Regions from separate parts of the Rattus norvegicus genome. Here region 2 is linked to region 1. A link is a contact called in public Hi-C data. All regions are on one chromosome and are shown on one strand. The core of a region is the stretch at or near the end of the contact, and the rest is flanking DNA. Distances in the headings are between cores, read along the strand shown.

Region 1 (5,169 bases), core at 1,143-3,642:
CATGAAAGGCCACTTTCCAGCCCCAGACTTCACTTTCTTCTTCTCTTCAGCCAACCAGACCCTGAAGAAGGCTTTTGGAATGTTTGTAATTCTTATATATTTTTATGGAAAAAGAGAAGTGTGTGTGTGTTCCAGACCTCCGCAGATGAAGGACAAACACTGTTAGCATTTTGGCATACTGCCATATTTGGGCACTTCTTTATTAGGTCTCCCAGGCTGGCCTGAAACTTGCCGAGTAGCCAAGGATAACACCGGCTCTGCTCTGAGTGCTGGGATTAAAGGCATATACCACCACACCCAGTTTATGGGTTCCCAGGACTTGAACCCAGGACTACCCACATGCTCGGCGGCAGGCACCCTGTCTACTGTGCTGGCTATTGATTGACTGATTGACTGATTTGCTGTGTTTGTACTTGGTAGAGCAGTAGAGTGTCCTCCCTGGCTTTTCTTTTCATTTAGAAACTCTTTCCATGAGCTATGTGGTACGTCAAAGGATATGATGGTATCTGGGCCCTTGGGGGGGCCGACCCCCAATACTTGAAATGGTTTTACAAGTTTTGAATGGACTCTTTGGTCATGGCTAAGTAGGAATTCTTTAGTTGCCAAGTGTAGCGTCATCACACACTTCCAATTACCACACAATTAATTGAGTACTTCTCTGGTAAAGTAACCGGCCTCCACCACTCAGCCTGTCAGTTGTGAAGGGTGTCAGGTAGTGCCTGGGAAGTAACTGTGACAAGATTGACCAGGGGGAGCTCTCCAACCCGCCTTGGAGTTAGGGGTGGCGACCTCTGCTTGAGATACTGTGGGAGAAAAGAGCAGCAGAATGGGGCTGAGGGATAGAGACACCTCCTACTCCTTAGTGTGGAGTTGAATCCTAATTTTGAGTCTTTGCTGTTAGTGGTGCCAGAGCTCTCTAAGGCAGCGAGTGGGTATGGGCTAGGCCACTAGGCTGGGTTCACTGAGCAGGGAGCACTAAGCACTCGCTACTCTGTGGACATCTCTCCTGTCATGCCACGGTCCTGGTCTGGCCAGCCTGTGTTCTGACACACTCTGGGTAGCTTACACCTCCGGATCCTTCCCACATTTTCTCCCAGCTGCCACAGAGCAGGAGGCAGGAAGAGGATTCCCATAGAGGACGACAGGGAGCTCCCTCTGCAGGGTTCCTGGTTTTCTTTGACCCCAGAGTGTGCAATCTGACCACGTTGGCAAGGAGAAAGAAGATAATCCCGAGGGCTGCAAAGCCAGTTTTGGATCAGCACTCTGGAGATGGCGCCACCAAGGCACAGGGGCTGGCCGGCGTCCTCCGTGGCGCTTGCTCTGGGCTGGCAGTGTCCTTTTGAGGTACAGGCCACCAAGTGGGGCAAGCACCTTCACTGTGTCTTCTCTTGGCAGAAGGAGTCAGTATGATTTGAGCCATGCCTTTTAAGGGCTCGGAACCAGCTTATCAAAAGAGTCATCTTGGGGGCAGTGCAGGAATATTCTGACAAGGGATGGCTGGGTTGAGTTAATGAGAGCTAGTGATATAAACAGTTTAACCTAAACTCCTTGTGGGCTTTTCAGACTGTCATATTTCTGTAAAAGCAAGCAGTCAGAGCTAGGATACTTACTAGTAGAATAAGTCTCAGGATCTGCTGGGTCCTGGGCTCACCTGTAGCGTGACTCCTTCCTTTTGGTGCTGTGGACCTGGGGTGTGTAAGTTCAAGCAAGCGCTAAGAATGCTCAGATTGGCACATTAGTGAGGCCGCAGGGTGGTATGTGGTGGTGGTGGTGGGGATCAGAACTATGTTAATCTGAGCCACAGTGGAGTTCAGTGTGACCTCTTGGACATGGTCTCCCCGTTGTTCTGGCCATTGGCATTTATACTTTTGTTACCTGGAAACACAGAGCCTACGGTGGAGTTAAGCCTCCTTTCATATGGAGGTAACTTACACTTGTAACAGGAAAAAGAAAGACAACCCAATCCTTTCCCATAGACCTGTTTCAGATCATTTTACCTGTGTCTCCCTGTGTGCCGTGTGCATGCAGTGCCTGCAGAGGCCAGAAGGGGGTGTCAGATCCCCCTGCAACTGGAGTTATGGGTGGTTGTGAACCCTCCTGTGTGTGGGTGGGAATAGAACCTAAGTCCGTCCCCCACCCCCCACCCCCCACCCCCCCAGGTGAAGACCGAACTCAGGACCTTGTGGTTGCTAGGCAATCGCTCTACCACTGTGCTAAATCCCCAACCCCCCTAACTTCTGATTTTACTAAGACTTTTTTTTTCTCTGTAAGTTAGGTGTCACCTGGCAAAGTTGCCAGGAGTTTTGTTTGCCTGTCTCTGCCCTTGACTGACTCTTAGAGCCTGTTGGTGGAGGAACCACATGCAGGGTTTCTCAGCCGTCCTCACTGGCCTACCACATCCCAGCATTCCTTTCTAGTCTCCAAACAAGCCTGTTGGATTTCCGTTCTCTGGAACCTGGCCTTACCCACAGAGTTTCAAAAGTCATGGAGGCTGTGGCGGCATGAGATTTTACCACTAGACTCTGACTCTGTGGAAACTTCCAGTGTCCCTGGGCTGACCTGAGGTGGGAGAGGGAGGAGGATCCTGAGCCCTGGTAGTAAGTGCCCTTAGCTGATGGTCTGTGACCACTGATGACTCCAGGGTCTACCTCCAGATTGCACCAGTGAGATTCTTTTTTTTTTTTTTTTTTTTTTTTTGGTTCTTTTTTTCGGGAGCTGGGGACCGAACCCAGGGCCTTGCGCTTCCTAGGCAAGCGCTCTACCACTGAGCTAAATCCCCAACCCCTCCAGTGAGATTCTTAATCTGCTGGAATCTGGGGCAGCAGGTCTGGTTTGTTTTGTTTTGTTTTGTTTTTGAGCCTCTCTCTCTTTCTCTCTTCCTTCCTGGCTTCAGGCACTTTCTTATCTTTATTTTTCTCAGTTAATTTTCCTAATCTTCAGCATGATTACTTTGTAGTGCTTGATTAGGGGAGCTTTGCAGGCTGGTAAAAGTGAGTGTTAGATGATGTAAGGGGACAAAGACCATAGTTCAGGGCCATGCTAGTCAAAAAACGGAGGCCTTGAGTTGACATGTTCTTAAAAAAACTCCTGTCTCCAGGGCAACCTGGGCTGACCTTTGCCCACGCTCTGCCTCCCCAGCCACCTCACTCTTTTCCTAGTTGCCTGGGCAGATTAGCCACATTTGTGTGTGCCTGGCCTCTCTCTTACTTCATGCACCCGAAAAAAAAAAAGAGAGAGAGAGAGAGAACCAATTAAAACCAGCGATGAATTGTGTCACCATTCAGAAATGAATGACATCGCTATTGACTTCCTTTGAAAACGCTTCAACCTGTGATGTCTAAGGCTGAGTGTAATCTGTTATACATTTAGGGTTGGGACCTAAGACTAGGGCACTCCTGAAGAGCCGGGCCACCTCCAAGTTTGTTTTCTGGCTCCAAACAAACGAGTGGCTGTTTGCCGATTGGCACACGACCTGGTTTTAAAAGCACAACCATATAGGGTATTGGCGGAGTGGTGACTGGGGCTTTAAAGAGTGAGGTCATGGAAGGCTCAGATGAAGCTCTTCCAATGTGTATCACAACTTCAATTAATCTTATTAACATGTTAGGCCTGAGCCTGCTTTCACGGCCCGGGTGTGCCAGGGTATTTACGGGGCATGCTTTGAAGGGCTTTTGGTTTTTGATGCAGACGGATAGCAGAAGCATATAAACCATTGCGTTTGATACTGTAAAGCCCTCATATGCCTCTGCAGATTTATTAGGTTTTGGGAACTGAGCAAGAACACCACACTGGTCGATAAGACACGCAAGAGGCTAGATAGATTGCAAATGCAAACTTGAGGCCAGACTTCAGGACTGGGTCTGTTGTATAGGATAAGGGCCTGCCTCTCTTGTTCAGGACCCAGCTAGTTTGAACGCAGCATTCCCCCAGTAGAAGATTCAAAGACACAGTAGGGTGGCTGGGAAACCTTAGAAGGTGCCTTGGGCCCTGAACCTGGATATGTGTGATGCGAGCTGCACCCCTGGGCTGCTGTGGTGGGGATGGCTGTCTGTGTGGGGTGGGCCATGAGCTGAGGAGCAGGGGACTTGGCTTGCAGACTGCTGGGGACCAGCAGGTGGCACTGGCAAAGGGTGGTGACAGGCTGGGGTTGTGTTGATGTTCTGAGCACACTGTGTTTAAGAAGAGACTGCTGCAGACCCCAGCCTTAGACAGTAGTTGTTTTATTTTTGTGGTCTGTTTAAATTTAAATTTCGTTTGTTTGTTTGTTTTTTCAAAACAGGATTTCTCTCTGTAGCCCTGGCTATCCTGGAACTCAGATCGGTAGAGCAGGCTGTCCTGGAGCTCAAGAGATCTGCCTGCCTCTGCCTCCTGAGTGCTTGGATTTAAGGCCTGTGCCGCCTCTTTTTTTTTTTTTTTTTAATGAATAGTTTAAACTACCCACCTTTGTCCTCTGGTGTCATTTTGATTGTTTATGAGTAGCCTCAGGAACAAAGGAGGCTTCAAATGACCAAGTTTGACTGTTGTATTTTATTTTAGGTGTACTAGTTACAACCCCCCCCCCACCCCTCCCAGAGTACAGATGAAGTGAATTGTTGATGGGACACTAGTACTGTAACAAACCAGCATCATCAGACTAAAGGCGGTGAAGGGCAAGTTGGAAGCCAGCTACATGATGAAGGGGGGAAAAGTCTGTTCCTGCTTAATTCACTTATTGGGTCACAATTAACCAGCACCAGGTCCGCAGCATTGCTAAACGTCTCTTCTTTGCTGGTTGCTTTTACTGATTCCTTAACTGCAAGGCTTCCCAGAGCCTGCAGGGCATCTTTATTGGGATGATGTGAGGGGCAGTGTGTGAGGTACGAGAGTGTGTACACCCTTTCTATCACAGGACCAACACTCTTTGGGGGAGACACGGCTCCCTCTACTTCTCTGGCAGCCACACTTCATCTGCTTCGATTTTCCACTTGCTTTTCTGCCTGAGGCAGCAGTGGATCATCTGTTGCTTCAGAGATGACAGGGGATGATGGCCAGGAGAGTGCACGCTGAGCATCTTATGGCTACATAGGAGGGTTGCCTGCCTACCAGCTGAATTCAGGCAAGATAGACTCCCTAATCCTCACAGGACTGGAAGGGGAGTGCCAGCTCTCCGAATCTTGCCAGCTAAAAGAG
Region 2 (5,169 bases), core at 1,530-4,029, 47 kb before region 1:
GAGATGGTTCATTGGCTATGAGCACTGACTGCTCTTCTAGAGGTCCCGCAAATCCCAGCAAACACGTGGTGGCTCACAACCATCTGTAATGGGATCCAAGAATGTGTTCTTTCTGATTAAATACTGGCTGGATTTTTTTTTTTAAGAGTGCTGTCTCTCCTTCCAATGCTGGTCTGTCTGTCCCTAGGCCATCCTCTTCCAGGTCACACAGGCACCAGTGAATTAGTGGTTGGTCGGTGTGACCTTTAGGATAAATCTCTGTGATGATATATCTGCTGTCTTAGTACACAGTAAGAATGTCACCTGTAATTGCAGGTACACAGATGTGATTGTGTCATGCATACTGTTTCATAATCTGCCTTACAAGAAACTTTCAGGAGTGAAAAAAATATAACCCTTTGTTTTATTTGTTTGCATTTTCATATCATTTAAAAATAGTTTATTTTTATGCATTGGTTTTTGCCATCATGTATGTTTATGTGAGGGTATTAGTTGCAGACAGTTTTAAGCTGTTATGTGGGTGCTGGGAATCAAACCTGGGTCCTCTGGAAGAACTGCCAATACTCTTAACCACTGAGCCATCCCTCTAGACACCAAACACCCATGCCATCTAACTCTATTCTCTGCTCAGTAACTGAGTACTTTATAAAGGCAAGTCAAATGTTACCATCCCTTTGCTCAAAATCTCTGGTAAAAAACAAAAAGCAAAACCTTTATAGCATAGTGGCTTTTTTGTGGTTGTTACGTTTTACCTTTTAATTTTTTCAAGCTGGGGATTGAACCCAGGGGGTTGAACCTTATACATGTTAGAAAAGCACTCTGCCACTGAGCTACATCTGTTACTGTTACTCTTCGGACAAAAGTTCTCAACACTGGCCCTTCCACTCAGTTAGGAAACATTCCACTCACAGTTAGGAAACATTGCTTTTCTTGCTCTAATTTGAATATGCCCAGCCAGCTCACTCCTGCCACAGGACCTTTCCACATGCTCTTCCTTCTGCCTGAAAAGTATTTCCCACACACAGCTACAGGACTAACTCCTTATCCTCCTGTGCATATTTTACAGAATATGGCATGGGTTATTTCTCTCATTGCTCTGACAAAGCTACTTTGTATACATTTTCTAACTTTTAAGCACGTTCCCCAGTTAACATAGAAAGACGAGATAAGCAGGCATTTCATGAGAATCTAAACCAATAGGCTCCTCTATCAGTGGGAAGTGTATGGTGATTCAGTCCACTTACAAATTCAGTTCAGTGTTTGACAATAAGTCCTTTCAAAACTGAGCGGGCCTGAGTCTATTTTATTTATTCTACCCTTTCCTTGGATTTTTAAAATAGGCTGTGACTCTGAGGCCCCTCTGGGGGTGAGTTCCCCTGGAGTGAAAGGCTATTTTGCAAGTTGGACACGTGAGTAAACCTACAGGAAGGCAGATTAGCCAGCCTCCTTTCTGCTTGAGGGTTGAAGGGATGATCTAGGAACCATTTCTTTTCCTTCTCCCTGTCTTCTCTCTGGTCTAGTTTTCCCTCCTCCTGGTTCTGGAGTGAAAGTTACTCACCCAGTTCTTATCCCAGAAAGGGTTATACAAAAACCCGAGGCGCCACAGAAGCAGCCGTCTCGGCCTGAAGGCGACTGCTATCTTTCTGTTTTAGTCCCAGCACTGGGAGAGCAGTGGAGAAAAGAGCTTATTTAGCCATAAGCAGTGATGACTTTCTCTTTAAAAAACCCCCTCTAAAAAAAGAAAAAGAACCTTCTGCTACAGCCTGCATACCATAGCGTCTTAAAGCTTCAAAACCTCTTTCCCATCAAGGTCTCTTGCAAGTAAGTTAGTAGGATTTAAGTCAACTCCATCACGCCAAGGTGAAAACGACCCCTCCAGGTGACCCTAAGCAAAGAAAATGTCGCATTTTAAACATTTAGCTGATTGCGAGGACTTTTTTCTCCCAAAGGGAAACCTTGTTTTTTGGTGTATGGGTGAACAGGGTGGTCTAATCTACTTGCCCCTCAGGAGGTGACTGTGTAAAACTGCTTGTGGAAGGCGACACTTATAAAGTACATTAAATTAAAACTACTGGATTGTTCGGTGATTATGAAATTTGTCCCCCAAAATCTCGATTGCTTTAGCCATCCACATTTGGGCGCGCCTTCGCCACAGGGAGGCGGGGAAGCTTTACTACCGAAGTTCAAAAGAACCAGAAAGGATGTTTTCTTTCAAATAAGCACAACCCAGTCGCTCTTACCCCACCCACCTTTGCTAACTTAGAATGGTCAGGGAGGAGCCAGCCGCACGCTGTGGCTCGTCCCCCTCCATGGAGGCCAGTACCACCAAGGCCGAGCCCGAAGAAGAGTGGGAAAAGTTCTCCATTATATTCCGGCCCGTTCCAAAACTTTCGGCTCCAGTAGCGGGGAGTCACTTAGGAATTCGGAATTTCCGGGCGGTTGGGGAAGCCCCACCAGGGGCGGCGCTCGAACCCGACTTCCCCCCCACTCTCCACCTCTGCTGGGCCCGAGGGCGTGACTGGGAGCCGTGGACCGGTCCCCACCTGCGCGCGCGGAGCTGGGCGGAACTCAGCCGTCTTGGCCTGTGGGGAGGGACCTGGGTGGAGCCTTGACTGCCGGAGGCGTGGCCTTGCTGGGACGATGACTGAGTGGGGGCGGGTCTTGACTGGGCGGAGCCTGGCCTAAGTGGGCGGGGCTTTGTCAGGCCGGGGGCTGGGTCCAGAAGGGGGCGGGGTCGTGGCGCCGCAGCGCGGGGAGAGGGCGGCGAAGACTGCGGGAGGGGACTGGAGGGCGGCTTGAGCGGCGGCCGCAGCTGCAGCTGGACGGCCGGCCGGCGGCTCGGGGCCGCGCGCCGGGAACCTCACGGGGCGGTCGGGCGCCGCACCCCGGCCTGGCCGCCTGCGCCCCGGGGAGGCCCCCTGAGCGCAACCGGACCAGCAGCATGAGCAGCGGCTACAGCAGCCTCGAGGAGGACGCGGAGGATTTTTTCTTCACCGCCAGGACCTCCTTCTTCAGGAGAGCGCCTCCGGGCAAGTCCCGTTCGGGTCAGCCGGTGAGTGGCGTGCTCGGGGTCCTGGCTCCACGTGTCTGCGCCCGCGCTGGGCGATGCTCGCCTGCGGGCTGCAGGGCGCTGAGAGTGGCCTTTGCCCTTTCGGCTCCTGAAAGGTGCTGGGAGCCAGTGTAGTGGGCGTGGGCCGCCCGCGGCGAGGGAAGGAGGTGGAAGGGCGCGGAGCCAGATGTCCTGGGCCGCTCTGCTTGGGGACGCCGGCTGCGGGAGCAGCTCCAGGAGCCGGGAGGTCCCCGGGCCACTCGGGATGGCTCTTTCGGCAGCCCTTCTGGGTAATGGCCGGGTCACTGCGCCGTCCTAGCTGCAGTTTGCTTCTAGCTGCAGTTTGCTCGATGGCCCTGCGTAGCATGAAGGCACTCAATGGCCCGGAATGACCGAGCAACCCCCGTGCGGGCAAGCTGCAGGGTGAATAGACCGGGCGATCATAGGTGCTCACTAAAGTCTGGGTCGCATTAGGTCCAGTTTGCGGGTGCTGCACACGTCCTAGGTAGACTTAACTCCAGAGGACTGAGCTCTACGCCGGTTTCTTCCTTTTTTGGAGGAAGGGTGCCGTGGGAAGTATGGCTTGGAAAAAGTCAGCACGGGAAGTTGTGCCAGTTTCACAGATCCTGACAAGGATTATTTTATTTTTTAGGGGCGTCTTCCAAACGGGGCACTTTGGCCGAACTTGTAAGGTCGGCGCTTAAAGCGGTGGCCTTCTGGCCCTGGAAGCCACACCAGGGAACGTGGCCAGCTCGGCCACTCTCGTCAGATATAAGTGCTTTAACGGAGCAAACTTGTTGCTTCTAAAAACACTGCAGACTCACACGGGACGTTTCTGTCAGCTCTGGAGTTGAAAAACAAGAGACTAGTCGTTCAGGGGGCCCAGTGATGGGGATTTTGGTGGAGAGGAACCTCTGCCCATATTGCCCCTTGCTAACCCTTTTAAGTTTAACAGGCCATTTTCTAAAGTAAAAATTCTTTATCAGATTTGGAAGTTCTAGACTTTCTGGTCTATTAAATTTCCAAACTGAAAGGAGGAGAGGCTAGGATGAAGTCAGTATTTTGAACAACAGCTAGTGAAGGGCTAAGGGTGGGTGATATCCTGCACTTATCCTCAGACTTGCTCTGTTTACTAGGGCGACCTTTTATTTTCAGTAGAATGTGCTAATGGATGAATTTGGAAGTCAGAGGTAGGCCCGCTTGGCCTACCTCCTGTGGGTCAGGGAAGAAATGGTTTGTTTTTTTTTTTTTCTTTCTCATCTAGTTTTTCCCTTTACTGCCTTGCACATTCTCCTCCCTTTCACCCTTGTAAAGAGCTTGAGCCAGTTTGACGTGTATTTCAGAGGTGACTAGTAATTTCCAGAAAACCAGGGGGTTCCTGAATTCCCCAGGTATCAGTCTCCTCCACAGGGTCAGCCAGAATGTGGTGGTTGGAGTTGAGTTTAAGAATCTTGTTTGTGCTTTTAAAACGTGGAAGCAGTAACTGGGGGTGGAGATAGTAGAGAGCTTGCCTAGTACTTACTGCATAATATGGGGGTTGTGGTTCACAGAAGTGTGCTGTCTGTCTGTCTGTCTGACTGTCTGTCTGTGTATAGGCCGGAAAGATCAGCAATTCAAGGTCATCATTCAAAACCCAGACACACATTTTAAGCAGCATTTCTTTCCAGGCTTATGTACGTTTAGAGTCTAGATTATACACATCCACTTTTGTAATCGTCATCTAATTGTGTGGATGCGCATGTCTGTACATACAGTGCAATATTATGTGTTGAGCACTGACGTGAGTGTGTGTGACGTGTTGAAAATCAGGGCAGTAAGAGCCACTTCCTGGGTTGAGCCGTTGTTCACTGTGTCTGCTTTGAAGCTCTGTGGCCTGTTTATTCCTTCCAGCGCAGCACGTGGGATACATTAAGTTGTAGGAGTGTGTTAAAGAAAGGGTTCTTGGTGAAAGGGGGCTCTGAAGCCTGAGTTCATTTGTTTGTTCGTTTGTTTTATTTTTGAGACAGCGTCTCCACAGAGCCTTGCCTGCCCTGTAACTCATCCTGTGAACCAGGCTGGCCTCGGATTCATTAGAAATCACCTGCCTTTGCTTCCCCTGCTTGTGCATTCACGCCTGTCTG

The links. Hi-C and Micro-C count contacts between places; a contact is called where the count stands out from the background.
Region 2: a contact with region 1 is called in a Hi-C map of liver, with 3 times the contacts expected there. The contact joins the promoter of Rassf3 here to the enhancer-like site in region 1. A contact is called at or near these places in 6 of 12 Hi-C or Micro-C datasets (Schwann cells, kidney, liver and 1 more).

The regions. Positions count from the first base shown.
Region 1 is chr7:58,836,119-58,841,287 of GRCr8, reverse strand. The region is part of intron 1 of Rassf3 (Ras association domain family member 3); the gene reads left to right. Among named protein-coding and RNA genes, the nearest start is that of Rassf3, 47 kb to the left of the region's middle. Within about 2 kb of position 2,392, at least 10 of the 93 cell types and tissues checked have an H3K27ac peak or open chromatin away from gene starts, as enhancers often do. A contact at or near this core is called in kidney and liver, where this site is marked.
Region 2 is chr7:58,883,630-58,888,798 of GRCr8, reverse strand. Rassf3 (Ras association domain family member 3) reads left to right here and starts at 2,779. Exons shown (of 5, transcript NM_001108747.2): 1 at 2,779-3,052. The coding sequence starts at 2,942.